Regions from separate parts of the Siniperca chuatsi genome. Here region 2 is linked to region 1. A link is a contact called in public Hi-C data. All regions are on one chromosome and are shown on one strand. Each heading gives the region's core, a stretch centred on a gene start, on an enhancer-like site or on the middle of the called end of the contact. The rest is flanking DNA. Distances are from core to core; before and after follow the strand shown. Region 1 holds the start of LOC122888750 (glucocorticoid receptor). Region 2 overlaps LOC122888750 (glucocorticoid receptor).

Region 1 (6,892 bases), core at 2,422-4,921:
TATTGAAATAACACAAGATTAGAAATGTTTATATACTGCCTAACTATGTCTTCAGGGTGATCTCAGCGCAACTAAATGTCTTAATTTCCTTATTCAACAGTGTTTATTTTCCCTCCTGGCTCCTTGTAAACTGGCAACTCTTCAATTAATTCATCAACTTTTCTAACATCTGCCTCCTCTGACAATAATCCTGTAAATAAACGAGAATTTATTCCTATTTTTTATGGCGTTCCTAAAATGTGATGCGTTGTGGATGAATTGGAGAAATGTGTTCCCTTCTGTGTCTGCTTATTGGAGGTGATAAGCGCCAGATGTCCTCCACCCTAGGGGTGCTAGCACTTCCCTCATAAAAAAAATGCCACAGACAAACATACAACACCTGAGCACTCTTTTTTTTTTTTTTTTTTTTAGCTTATTGAAGTAATGATCCCTTGTGCTAGAATGTAACTGGAAGAATCGGGCATCGACTGCCATCATTTCCCAAATGCACAGTCAAGGTGTCCTGCAGGAAACTGAAGTGCCCTGATACATCACTCTGAACTTGAACTGATTTAAGGAGCATCAACAGAGACCAGCACAGATATCTTTTGTGGTTGAGAGAACCAAAGTGCAAAAGGAAAAAGCAATTTTAAAAAAAAAATTTTAGGATAAAATTATCTGTACTTTCCCTAGACTGTCAGGTTTTGCTTATGATTCACATATTTTAAAATCAATTTGTAATTCACTGTCACATATTACACTTAGTATCATTCATCACCTCTTCAAAAAGGATAATTAGTTAATTTCATAAAATAGCAAGGCTATACTGTGCCTGTCCAGAGAATTTATTTCCTGCTAAAACATACACGATTGCAATTTCAATGATTGCAGTGATAAACAAACAAGTTGCATCAAAAAGCGGCATTAAAAGTCACATCCTGCATGTTCTGCCTTTAGGGTCATACTGCTAATAGCTTCTGACAGATTTTTTAGATGTTTAGAAAAGGCAGCAAAGACCAAAACACACACACAAATTGTACTCTGAGAAACATATCACAGCCATGACTGCAGTACAGTTTGAATCATCAAGCCAACTCTTCTTTTGCTTGCACTGATATTTTTACTTATTCTAACATTTTAAAAGCACAGCAAATACTCTCTAAGCACACAAACACCAAGTCACAGGGGATGAAGTAATTTAACAAGTCCTACCTGGAAAAGTTGACAGAAAAAGTTGCCAAGGCTGCGGCGGAGGGGAGCCCATCGTCACCCCTCTGTATCCCAGGCGACTCTCCATACCTGTTCCCCCCGGCCCAGCTCTCCCCCACCAAAGGCAGGTTTGAGTACATGCCAAAAGGCTTCTGGTCTTGTAGGCCCACTATGGAGGACGGGTCGGCTGTGTAGTGGTAGCCAGGTCCTGCACCAACGGCCATAGGCGAGGACATGGGACCTCCTCCATGGAGTGTGCCCATGCTGCTCTGGAGACACTGCGACTGGCAGAAATCAAGGCTGTCCTGCTTCTCCTGTTTGACCACACCAGGAGTACGGATGTGGATGAAAGAGTTGTCGGGATCCTTTTCTTCCTTGATCATAACGCTGGAGAGAAGTGATGCAGGCTCCTGTTGACGGTGAAGCTGATGTTGCTGGTGCTGTAGAAGGTGGTGGGGCTGCTGCTGCTGGTGATGCTGATGGTGTATGGGGTGCTGCTGCTGGTCTGTGCCCTTCATATTGGTACAGCTTACTCCGTTACCCATGAGAGACTTTGTTTCCTTTAGCAAGCCACTGACAGGACCACCACCACCACCCCTGCTGTCATGCAAAATGTTATCCAAGTGTGCCACTTCTGAATCCAACTCAAAATCGCTGATATCTGGCAACGAGCTAGGAAGGTCCAGGTCTTGCCAAATCTCGGTATCCTCGATTAGGCGACCGCTGTTGCCATCCAAATCACACGGACCAACGCCTGTGTGTTCGCTGTCAGTTCCCAAGTCTTTATCCAGAGAAAAAGTCCCCTCCTGCTTGATTTGCTGGGCAAAAAGATCGGGCAGAGGGAGGTTGCCCAGGACGGAGGAGACAGAGGTGCTGATGACAGAGGTGGGCGTCCGGGCGAGACCAGAAAAACTCTGTTTCAACAAGTTGTCCTCCATGTTGAATACGCCAATATCCTGGTGGTGTTGTTTTCGTTGTTTCTGCATTCTGATGATTTTACCCTCCTCCGAGTCTGACCCCTCACACAGGACAGGATGCTGAGGGGACTCAAAGAGGCCTCCAAGCTCCCCCTGGTCTTTGGTTCTACCCCTTCCATTTGGAGCCACTGTGGGCTGGGGCAGAGACCTGGGGCCAGACAGCTGCGTTGCAGACTGGAACAGCGAACCAGCTGTGTCACCTGTATCTCTGCCTGCTCCGGCTCCTGTCTCCCCAAATGTCAGGCTGTCGTCGCGATTACCATTGCGCTTCAGTCCACCCTGATCCATTTCTTTATCCTGACAGGACAGTGAGGGGGAGTCAACACACAAAGAGTGAGAGAGAGAGAAGAGACAAGGTTAGGCTATAAAAACAGAGCTGATGCTGGATAAGATGATACATACGCAGTAGCTAGTCCAGAAGAAAAAATTAGAAAGCTTATTGAAAAATTGATCTTTTACAGTAATAAGTGTCTTGAAACATCTGCATTAAAAATGTGTTTTGGCGCAGTTTAAAACACACTGTCGGTGCAAGGCTCACGTCTACTACTACGCCTCTGCCTACTCTATTCTCTTATTTGATATTATTTTTTTCATTTTTCAAGAAATGACAGCAGCCCTATCAAACAGGTCATCATCTCCACTTACACCCACACTGGAACAATATGGCAGAGGCCCAAATGGCACAAACCAGGCTGAGCACAATCAGTAGGGGGGAAGGAGACCACAAGAATTACATAACATAAATGACTATAAAGTTCATGTTATTTCTGTGCCCTCCTCTCAACTCTAGAGTGAAGAAGTGCAAGACATGCCCAGGCATAACTTGTGTTACAGGCAGCGCCACTGACCGTCACAGCCATGCATGTGTGCAAACAACATCCATCAGTCAAAGAGATTAACTCATGATGGGCCTCTGGGCGTTTGCAACAGTCACCAATAACTGTCTATCTCCATTTGCAAGAGAGTAGAGAGAGCAAACGAACAAATCAGTCAAAACTCCATTACAAAAAATGTAATAAAATATAATGAAATCAAATGAATGTAAGTAAAATAACTCGAAATCATGTGGCAGCACAGAAGAGCTTTATGTATGTAAGGGTTGTGCAGCTCACTAATTTATCTGTCGATCATTAACAATGATAGCTGCCATATCTGGAGGGGCAGAAATAAACTAAGTTACTGTAACCAAGCAAGCTGTTACAAACACACGCGCACGCATAGGCCTGCGTCGCTGAGCGCATTCTGAACTCCGTCTGCTATTTATATGTAGTAAACGTCACATAAAAAAAACCCGGTTACCTTGAAATAACGCATTGAATGCCCGCAGTTAATGACGACTGGATAATTTCTTGTGATTTTCTGATCAAAGCAAGTCGCCGACCGGGTGTTTTCTTCCCGGCGGTCACACCTTGAGAAGACATTACTCCATAGTACATATATAAGACAGCCTATAGGCCTATATGGTGCGTTATGGGCAGCGGTTTACAGCACTTCCTTTGCACATCTACTGCTGCACTAAAGCGTTTCTCAAAAAAAAATTACAAAATAAAGAGGATTTTTATTTTTGAGAATTAGAAAGATTTTTGTTTTGGTCATGGGTTTCACCACTTTTCCCCGCCCACAGAAAGCTACAGAATAGACGGCTCTATGGATAGTGTAATCAATATTGCAATGTGACTACATGGGGACACAATCTGCTCTAACTGAGGTTGTTGAATTAATGCCTTTTAGAGAAGGTAATGACGCTCCTTGGTATGTTAAAGTTGAAAAAGTTTGGGGTTTCCTGACTTGCTGTACTTTTCCTACCGAACAGCGCAACACATCATTACAGCATTAGTGCAACCTGTTGGCTGCGATGGGAAACTGCACTGATCACACGCCTGTAGCCGGAACACGCAGATAAGCAGCCGTTCCTTGTAGGTTTTTGCAACATTCTCTCTTTTGTTACACAAAATATGACGGTATCTCCCGGCGCTGGTGGCGATATTTTCAGTGTGTCACACGGTGCAGGGCTGTCAGTGCGCCTTCAACGCAGCACCGCGGACGCTCATCGTGGGCCTACCTCGAGGGGGGGAACAGCCAGTTTTCACCTCTCGATATTTCTCCCGATACATAATGAGAAGACAAGTGGTCTGCATCTAAAAGTAGACCGTACCTGCAGTGAAAGAAGGATGCGCTGCGGCGGTTAGGGCATCTCCCGTCAGTCCAAGTTGGGGGGGGGGGGGATGTGAGAAATAACGCAATGTCCACACAGTCAAGCCCTCAAATAAAACCCCTTCCTTGCAGCAATGTTGCGTGGTGAAATGTCAGCTGGATTTGTTGCCGCCTCTCTCCCCGTATGGCAGGAAAACATCGTCCGAAATATCAACTATTTTCTAACTACATACAACAACGTCTCTGACCTAACTGGAGCGGCTGAGACCCACCGTGTGCCCCTTTTCGTCGATCTGTCGATAACTTTTAACGCACGTCGCCGGCAGGAGGAAAAAGTGATCGATCGGTCATTTGCTCGCGATTTCAGCATAAATCCCAAATGAATCGACAGATCTGCGGGGCAATATTCGGTCTTGCGCCATTACACCAGTGGGTACGTTAAAGTTATATAATACAGCCGCGTTACCCTGGCGCACTCTAATGCAAACTCAGGCAGGGCATGGCGGACAGTTAGTGAAACCGTGTCAAGGTAAACGGGACAAGAAGAGCGCTTCCGCCTTGACCTGTCAAAATAAAAGCTTTGTCGTTGCCACTGTCATACTGATTTTTACATGATTAGCCTACATATGGAAAAATAAACTTTCGGAGCTCTTTTAAAGTAGATCAATGTACAGTAATGGCCGGTTTTGCCCAAACAAACGGTATAGTTTAACTTATTTATTTAGTTCTGTTTATCACAGCGAGCTTTTTTTGCTTTTATTTTAAGTCAGAATAGCTCAGCTTCCTGTCACTTTCTGCATATCTGTGGAAGCTTGATGCAGCCGTTAGTTTGACACTTGCCGGTGAACGCCCCTTTTCCCACTGAAAACTCTGCTGGGGAATCTGTCAAAACGTGTCTTCGTCGGCCACCGCTTACCTCCAGGCATGGTGGGGTTGACGAGCCAGTTATAGGTAGTAACTTCTGTTCTGCTACAACCTCTTCAACTACCAAACCATGGATGGTTAGTAGGCTACAAATCCCTTTATAGCTTTGACTTCCCTAAGTTCAAGTCCCATTTGGGGGTCCTTTTAAGGGTCAAATAAGGTTCTGGGCAAAGAGGAGGAGCGTGTAATCATGGGTAGGCTATTAGAATCCCAGGTTTCATACGCCATTGTGGTCTCCTTAACTATGACATCTCTTAAAAATAAAAATCTCCTCCTCAGAGATGGAGTCCTACAATTGATCACAATTCATCAGAGGTCTTGATCTACCCAATCCAAACCAAAGCAGACTGCTGACAATGCGTAAACACACAAGGTACAGTATTTCTTGTAAGCGAGAAATATGAAACTGGTCTGTTTCGACACCTTGTGTTGTGATTTCAGTCTCATTCATCCAGAGTTCTCGCTAGGCCAAAAGACAACAGTCGATTCACCTCCAGCATCTGAGAATCACACCGAGATTGAGAGACAAGAAGCGTAAAGGGAGCTGTTGTAGAAAAGAGGAAGCCAGGCGCAAAACACAGCCAGCACAGAGTTAAACTACGTCCCTTTATGCAAACTTTAGAGTCATGAACAACCTCCACACAAAACTGCCTTCAGCACTTTCAGATCAAGGACATTAACCATGCCTCAGGCCAGCTCTTTGTCTACTCTCAACAAAGCAGAGTTGTAATTGGTGAGCTCTATCAGGGCGCTTTTCACTAGAGCAGAGAGTGAGGGGTCAAAGGGCAGGTTGACAGCCAGTAGCACTCTGAAAACTTGACGACTAAACCTGATTTCCAGTTTTACATAGTAAGCCCCCTACATAGAGAAGCTATAGATAGATATGATTTCTGCCAGTCTGTCAATCTGAAAGCCAAAGATAATAAATTTACAATGACATAAAACACAGAAAAGCAGCACATCCTAATATAGAAAAATGGCACCTTCAAATGTTTTGCATTTTTCAAAATTATCAAAATTGTTGTGAATTAATTTTCTGTTGATCAACTAACTTTAATCATCAATTGTTTCAGGACTATAAAGTATGAAGACAAATCACAGTACTTGAAATATAAGATTTTATTTATAAATAGATTGTTGTAGTTCAGTTATGATCTTTTATGATAGTTCAAAAAGTCCCAATCTTTTCAATGCATTTAAAGGGCCTACTTGAGTACTACACGAGCTGACGAGTGACCTTTCAATGACTATAACACTATTATACAATACTGTTGGTCATCTTCACCAGACAAGGTCTTTAGTTAGAAATTAATTTTCGTCATGTCACTTCAGTGGACCAGAACAAGGACTACTATGAGTTATGTGCTCAGCAGAGTCAGCTTAGGGTAAAGAAGAAGAGAGGAGAGGAAGTGTACAGTCCAGGTTGTGCAAACAGGCTCAGACGCCCATGCTGTTCCATCTGCTAGAAAAGAAACGAGAATGAGCAGACGCAAACCAACAGCCAGAAGAAGAAAGACGGAAAAGGAAGGGGGTGGGTCAGGTGGGGCCCTCCATGCAAGTCATTCGATTAGAAGGAGCAGAGTGTGTCCTGTGCATGCGGATGTCTCATTAAGGCTAGCGTGGCTAGAGAGAGGCAGGAGCTCCCCAGG
Region 2 (6,211 bases), core at 2,215-4,714, 38 kb before region 1:
AATACTATGTTAATCAGAAGGGTATCATGGTAGTAATATTTTTGGAGTAAGCTTCTTTCTCTGCAATTTGTTGTCAGTCAAAATTACTCGCAATGCATCTCTGCTTTAAAACAGGACAAACAGGAAACGCAAGAGGAGGCAGTGACATGCAAGGTCAGGACTAAGACTCAAACGCACAAAAATGCAAGTACAGTACATAACACGTGTCATGTGCTCAACAAGAACCTTATTATTCCACTCTGACCTTGCATTTTGAGAAATAATTTAATCTTCTGCTGCCTAAGAAAAGAGAAACAGCAGAGATGTTTCACTGCAAACAGCTTCAAGAGCTGATCTTATGTTACTCAAATGAATGAGAATCTTTGGGACAAAATGTACAAAGTTAATGGATGCTAACCATTGCTATTAGGTGCACACGTACAAGGTTTTGGCTGCATAATACAGAATACATGGACATGAATATGCAAATCTGATTATAACCTGGTGTGAATGTGGCCACAATTCATCAGTTCAAAATGAAAAAGGTTTAAATGAAAACACATTTTTTCAATTTACATACTTGTTCTCAAACTTTTTCCTCACAATGATTTGTGTAAATCCCATTATTCAAATCTAAAATCTGAGTTTTCGGTGTTTACAAGTAGTGTGTCATGTCTGAGTGAATGAGTGAGTGACGGAATGCAGGCAGGTAGGCGTGTGAGACCAACCTTCGACGGCCCGCTTGAAGAACACCTTGCAGCTGCCGCAGGTTACAACCCCGTAGTGGCATCCGGAGGCCTCGTCTGAACACACCAAGCAGATCTTATGGGTCTGCCCACTGGGCTTGGTTTGGCCCAGCACCGTAGAACTGCTGGTCTCTCCTGTTCTGGGTGACGGAGAGAGATATACAAAGACGGCATGTAAATATAAAGATGTTTGTGATAAATTCAAGGCGGGCTGGTTTACAGGTATCAACAGCCTCAATGGTCGGTTGTACTGTTGCTAGGAGACATGAAAACCCTTTTAACAAATCCGGTCGACTAAGGGAAATATCTGAACTGAAAAAAGATAAACATTTTGATTGTGCTGTTGTTTCTGTGATCGATGGAGTCTTCTCCTATGGTAATGGCAAAAAAGTTGATGTGGACAAGGGCTTGAATGTTCAGAACAATGATGGTATTCCTTAAAGAATGAAACTATATTGTACAATAGGTTCTTGCAAAAAAATCAATGGGAAGAGAGGCAAATAACTGGAACAAAACAGCACACATACTGTATATTAAACAGTCTTTTCTGTAATGGAGCACAATGATGCAAAGCATTCATTTCAGTATAACTGACTGGGAGGTTGTTTTCAGATGAAGTTCTCTAACTTAAATGTGATATAGTTGAAGGTTTGTTAATTTTGATCGTTTCTTCATTAATGCTTAATGTGTAAGCAAATAAGGCTAACCCAATGAAGCTGGCGACAGCTCTTCTCTGCAGTAACTAAGCTCTAAATCTCACTCCAAGCCTCCAATTTTGTTACAATGCACATTAAACTTGCACACACACAGAGTTGTCATTATCCTCCACTGTCTATGATAAGACTTGAAGTAACTGAGAACTTAGGGGCGTGTTGTGGCCAAACAGGCTCCAGACTACTGTTGGATTGACAATGCTGTGTAATCCATGACAGGAATTTGACAGCATTAGGAAGGCTTAAATCTTTTCTCCCTTGTTTGTTTTGGTACCACACTAGTTGGAATGTATACGGGAATTATGTAACAGAGTTGGCTTGCTGAGCTTGATAATGTCTTTACATTCAGGCCTATAGATATCTTAGCCTTGGTGCTTATATTGTATCATCAACTAATGATCCAAGTCTTGTTTCTACCCATTTTCTCTCCATGGCTTTCAAGCTACAGAGCCATGTTTGCAAGACAGGAGCGGCTGAGTGGAGAGAGTATATAAATTAAATTTGTTAGTGTCTGTCTCACAGACCTGGAGCCGCCCCCACCTGTCTCCCCAAACAAGCACGACCTAAATTCAAAGCAGCCAGGGCCTCATGGTCATTGGAAAGACGACACTTGCTTATGCAAATTGGACTGTGACCAAGTGGGAGTGGAGGTGGTGGATCTTGGTAGACGTCCAGTTAAGAAGTTTATCCATAGCTTAACACTGCACTAGACAAGATCATTCCCAACACATGCAGACATTTTCAAATAGTAGCAGGATTCAGAAAGTGATGCCAGCTGAACTTTTGGCAGAAAAGTATACAATCACACTGTTTTGCAGATGGCATAAACAGAGGGGGATGGGAGAGCGGGGAGCTTGTTCCCAGAGTCTGGAAGAGGGGGCGTGACCCTCACAGTGATGACACTATCTATACAAAATACATTTTTTTGGAGATGCTAAAACACATAAAGTCCAAATGAAACTAGAAATAGCTTCCATTTTGCAGTCAAAAATAAAATCATATGTTTTATGATTTATTGTTTAGCAATTTTTAGAAAACAAAATGCACAGCATGCTGTAATGACAATTAAAAGGAGGTTTAGCTTTGTGAACGCAAATAAAAATGTGGTGGAAAATACACCAAGACAAAAAGGTTTATTCAAAATACATAACTCAACCACAGACCTAGAAGGCTGCATGACTAACACCTAAATGACTATGTATGGCTCATTCTGAAACTTACCAAACCCACAACTTGCAACAGTTTTTTACTTTCTGATACAGATAGTCATCAACCTAAACAACACTCTGACCCACATTTGACACCAAAATCCTATAAACAAACCAAAATACTCTATGTACCCAACAGTCATTTCCACCGTGTTGTGCAATTGATCCTGTACATACTGTAAACTGTATGATACATCAGTAATGTAATGCAAGACAGATTGTGTTATTGATAAGGTTTTCCATAATATTTACAGGATTTTCCATGGTAAATACATTGTAAGACACTGAAATGAACTCAATATCTTGACCTGTACACACTATGATTAGACTTTATCTGCAACACTGGCACTCTGACAATTTTGGCAGATGCTTTCTAATATGTAACGGTCTTAACTTTGGATCATCAGTCCAGCAGTAGTAGGGTATTTATAGAAACGGTCCTCTTTGAACCTCCATTATGAGGAGTATGGTGTCCTGCTATGTGCTCATCTTTCTGGCTCTATCAGTATTTTATGTTAAATGTTTTATCTTAAAGAAGAAGAAAAGATAATTGATTGCCATTTTTATTATTTTATGCATTAGACAGCTAAAGAAATATTACATGTTACACAATTCTATTCTATTCTATTGTAACATGACTTAAAATGCTGGTAATATAATTAAAATGACCACAGGGTGGTGTATGAATTAAACATTTATAACCCCCCTACTCCTACAACTCACATGCTCCTCCCATCGCTGAGCCAGCAAGTGTGGCTCTGAGCCAAGCAGCGCAGATTCAAGCCTCATTAGGAACGCCTCCATACAGGACCAGAGCACAATAAACATGTGCACTTACTCAGTCCCTCACTCACACACACAGCAAAAATGACTTGTGTGTGCTGATAAACAAGAGCACGTCACAAGCAGATGCACACTGCACACAGTGATTAACACACAAATAAAGACAGTCCGGTGCACATATGCAGAAAACTTCAGAAGTGTAATAATCCAACACACCTGCACACACAATCACCAATACTTTCAGAAGGGACTTGAGCAGAAGATATGAATAAACACATAAAAGCAGGTTGCAGTTCACTGTCTTTTGCTGCTCTTTCTCCGCCCCCACTGCTCTTAGCGCCTGTGCACACATTTATGTGTGTGTGTTTTGCACAGAATTGGTTGTACCAGTCACGCACCGCGTCTTAAAAAGGCAAATGTAAGAAAAATCTGAGCAGGTCAGAGAGTGTTTACGCTCTGAGGCATGCTGCCAATCACTTCCCTCACTATTTTACTTCTACCTACAAACATTTCTTTCTGTGTGAACACATGCTAACAATATGTGTCAATACTGAGAGGCTGTGCAGAAATGTTGGAGGTCCTTGGCAACAAGACTCAAGTGCAAAAACAATAAAAATAAATGAATTCCTGCTGCAACTGACAGTATGTGTCTGCAGGGTTTTGTTAGGAATGCACAATCCTCTCTATTTCTACACAAATAGTACATTTATAAAGAGTGACAATGAACAACTGGAAATCAATTTTGACTTATCTCCCCAGTTACTTAGTTTGGAATAAAGCAGTGCCTCCATTGTACATTTTATTCCATTGTTGGTAAGAATAATCTAATAACCAGATGTTGATTTTTAATTAATCACATAAACATGCCAACTGTTAATTTAATTTACATCAGAATACAATCAAACTAGAGCATAAATGTGTTATACATTTTCTTAATGACATAACATTACATGATGAGGCGGTGGAAAAGACAGATCAGCACTAATGACAGTCCACAACAAACAAAGTGCCTGTAGCAACTATGGAGGGAGAACTGAACTGGGCTGACCTGCGGTGTCACTGGGGAATCGTATACCAGTGACTACAGTGGGAACCGATGAGAGGGTAGTTTTTTCCATTAAGATCAAAGCTTTTTTAGGCTAATGTGTGGGAGCAGAAAGTATGAGATGGGCAGTGGGAGAGTGAAGTGGTTTCTGTCAGCAGAGAAATGTAGAATATGAGAACATTCACAGTGCTCACAGAGGCTTGACACAAACATGGAAACTGGTAGACTTGGCCAAACACATTATGGGAGACATTTGGGAAAACTAATGTATGCATTAGTGTGGTTTCTAACTTGCTTTTATTCATTTATTACATCTCACTGTTGAGTAAAAAGTCTTGTAGTGGTTCACTTTGATACAATAAACTTCTAAATTTCTTTGGGAACTAGGCTATGTCTAAAACCATTGGATGATGTTCATATACAGTGCCTTTCTTAATTTAGTTTTGCAACACTTTTGATGGCAAACACAGCTGTTTTTTGGGTGGCAATCTATTGTTTCTGGTATAATTTGCAGTCCTTTTAAATTCCAGAAAACACTGAGAAAGCCTGAGTGGGTAGAAATGACAAACTAGATTTTTATTGTATATCCCAAGCACATTCATATCAGCTGAATAGTTGTAGTTATAGCATTCATATTAGTTTCTGCAAAATATTTATTTCCATCTTTTTACGGCGACCTTGGCACACAATGAACATCTACCATGCTCTGCCTACTCTCTGATAGTGAATGGGTTCTTTGAAAGGCCAACCATTATTGGGGACCTGTAGAGAAGAGGGTGAAATCTACATTCAAAAGGCAAAACATGATGTTACTTGTGTTCACCTGGTATGCCAGCCCATGTTAGCGGTACACACACTCAATTTGTAGACTGGGATGATATTTATTGGACTGTGTGCTTATTTGATTCAGTCAGGATACAAAATGGCAACAAGTTACAAGATACCACTGTTCATTTCAGTGGTAATATTCGGTTTTTGCTTACAGACACCATACTGTATCATCATTGAATGTTTTGCAATATGTTATGTACACATTATGTATTGCAGAATTGCTGGTATTGTGACACGTTATCATTTTGAGCCGCATAGATTACTTTCTCAATTAATTGATTAGTTGACTTATCTATAAAATGTCAGAATACCTATCACGGGTCCCAGAGTCCAGGGCGATGTCTTCAAATATCTTGTTTTGTCTGACCAACAGTCAAAGACCCAGAAATATTCAGTTTACAATGATATAAAACAGAAAACCCCCCCAGCGAATCCTGACTGGAGGAGCTGGAACGAGCTAAATATTTGGTATTTTAGCTTGAAAACGACTCAAACGATTAATCAATTATCAAAATAGTTGTTGATTAATTTTTGGGCGATCAACTAATCGATTAATTGACTAAATATTGTGGCAGTTATGATATAGGTTCAGGTGTATCTTTATCTATACAAATGAACTTGTGTGGTCCCAGGACAATAAGCAGACATTAGCCACTGTGGTAAAGCACAGAATCCTCTTATTATTATTATTATTATTATTGTTATTAATCCTTATATTCTGTGCTAACTGGCATGTGCAACTTGAATTCAAAAATCCAACAGGTTCCTGTTACAAATGTAACACAATGGACATGTAGATTATAAAAAAACACATTCAGTTTATATGCTGTGATGTTACTGATATCATTAAACACTGTATAAACAATGTAGGTGTGATGTAGGTCTGTATTCAAATTGCAATACAAA

Evidence for each region. A called contact is a pair of places that touch in the nucleus more often than the background predicts.
Region 2: a Hi-C map of liver shows a contact between it and region 1, with 1.6 times the contacts expected there. The contact joins the enhancer-like site here to the promoter of LOC122888750 in region 1. A contact is called at or near these places in 3 of 3 Hi-C or Micro-C datasets (liver, skeletal muscle and an unstated tissue).

Annotation. Positions count from the first base shown.
Region 1 is chrLG14:18,135,026-18,141,917 of ASM2008510v1, reverse strand. LOC122888750 (glucocorticoid receptor) reads right to left here and starts at 3,671. Exons shown (of 9, transcript XM_044223559.1): 1 at 3,465-3,671; 2 at 1,192-2,462. The coding sequence starts at 3,479.
Region 2 is chrLG14:18,173,909-18,180,119 of ASM2008510v1, reverse strand. It overlaps LOC122888750 (glucocorticoid receptor), which reads right to left. Exons shown (of 9, transcript XM_044223559.1): 3 at 708-865. Among protein-coding and RNA genes, the nearest start is that of LOC122888750, 39 kb to the right of the region's middle. Within about 2 kb of position 3,464, the one cell type or tissue checked has an H3K27ac peak away from gene starts, as active enhancers do. A contact at or near this core is called in liver, where this site is marked.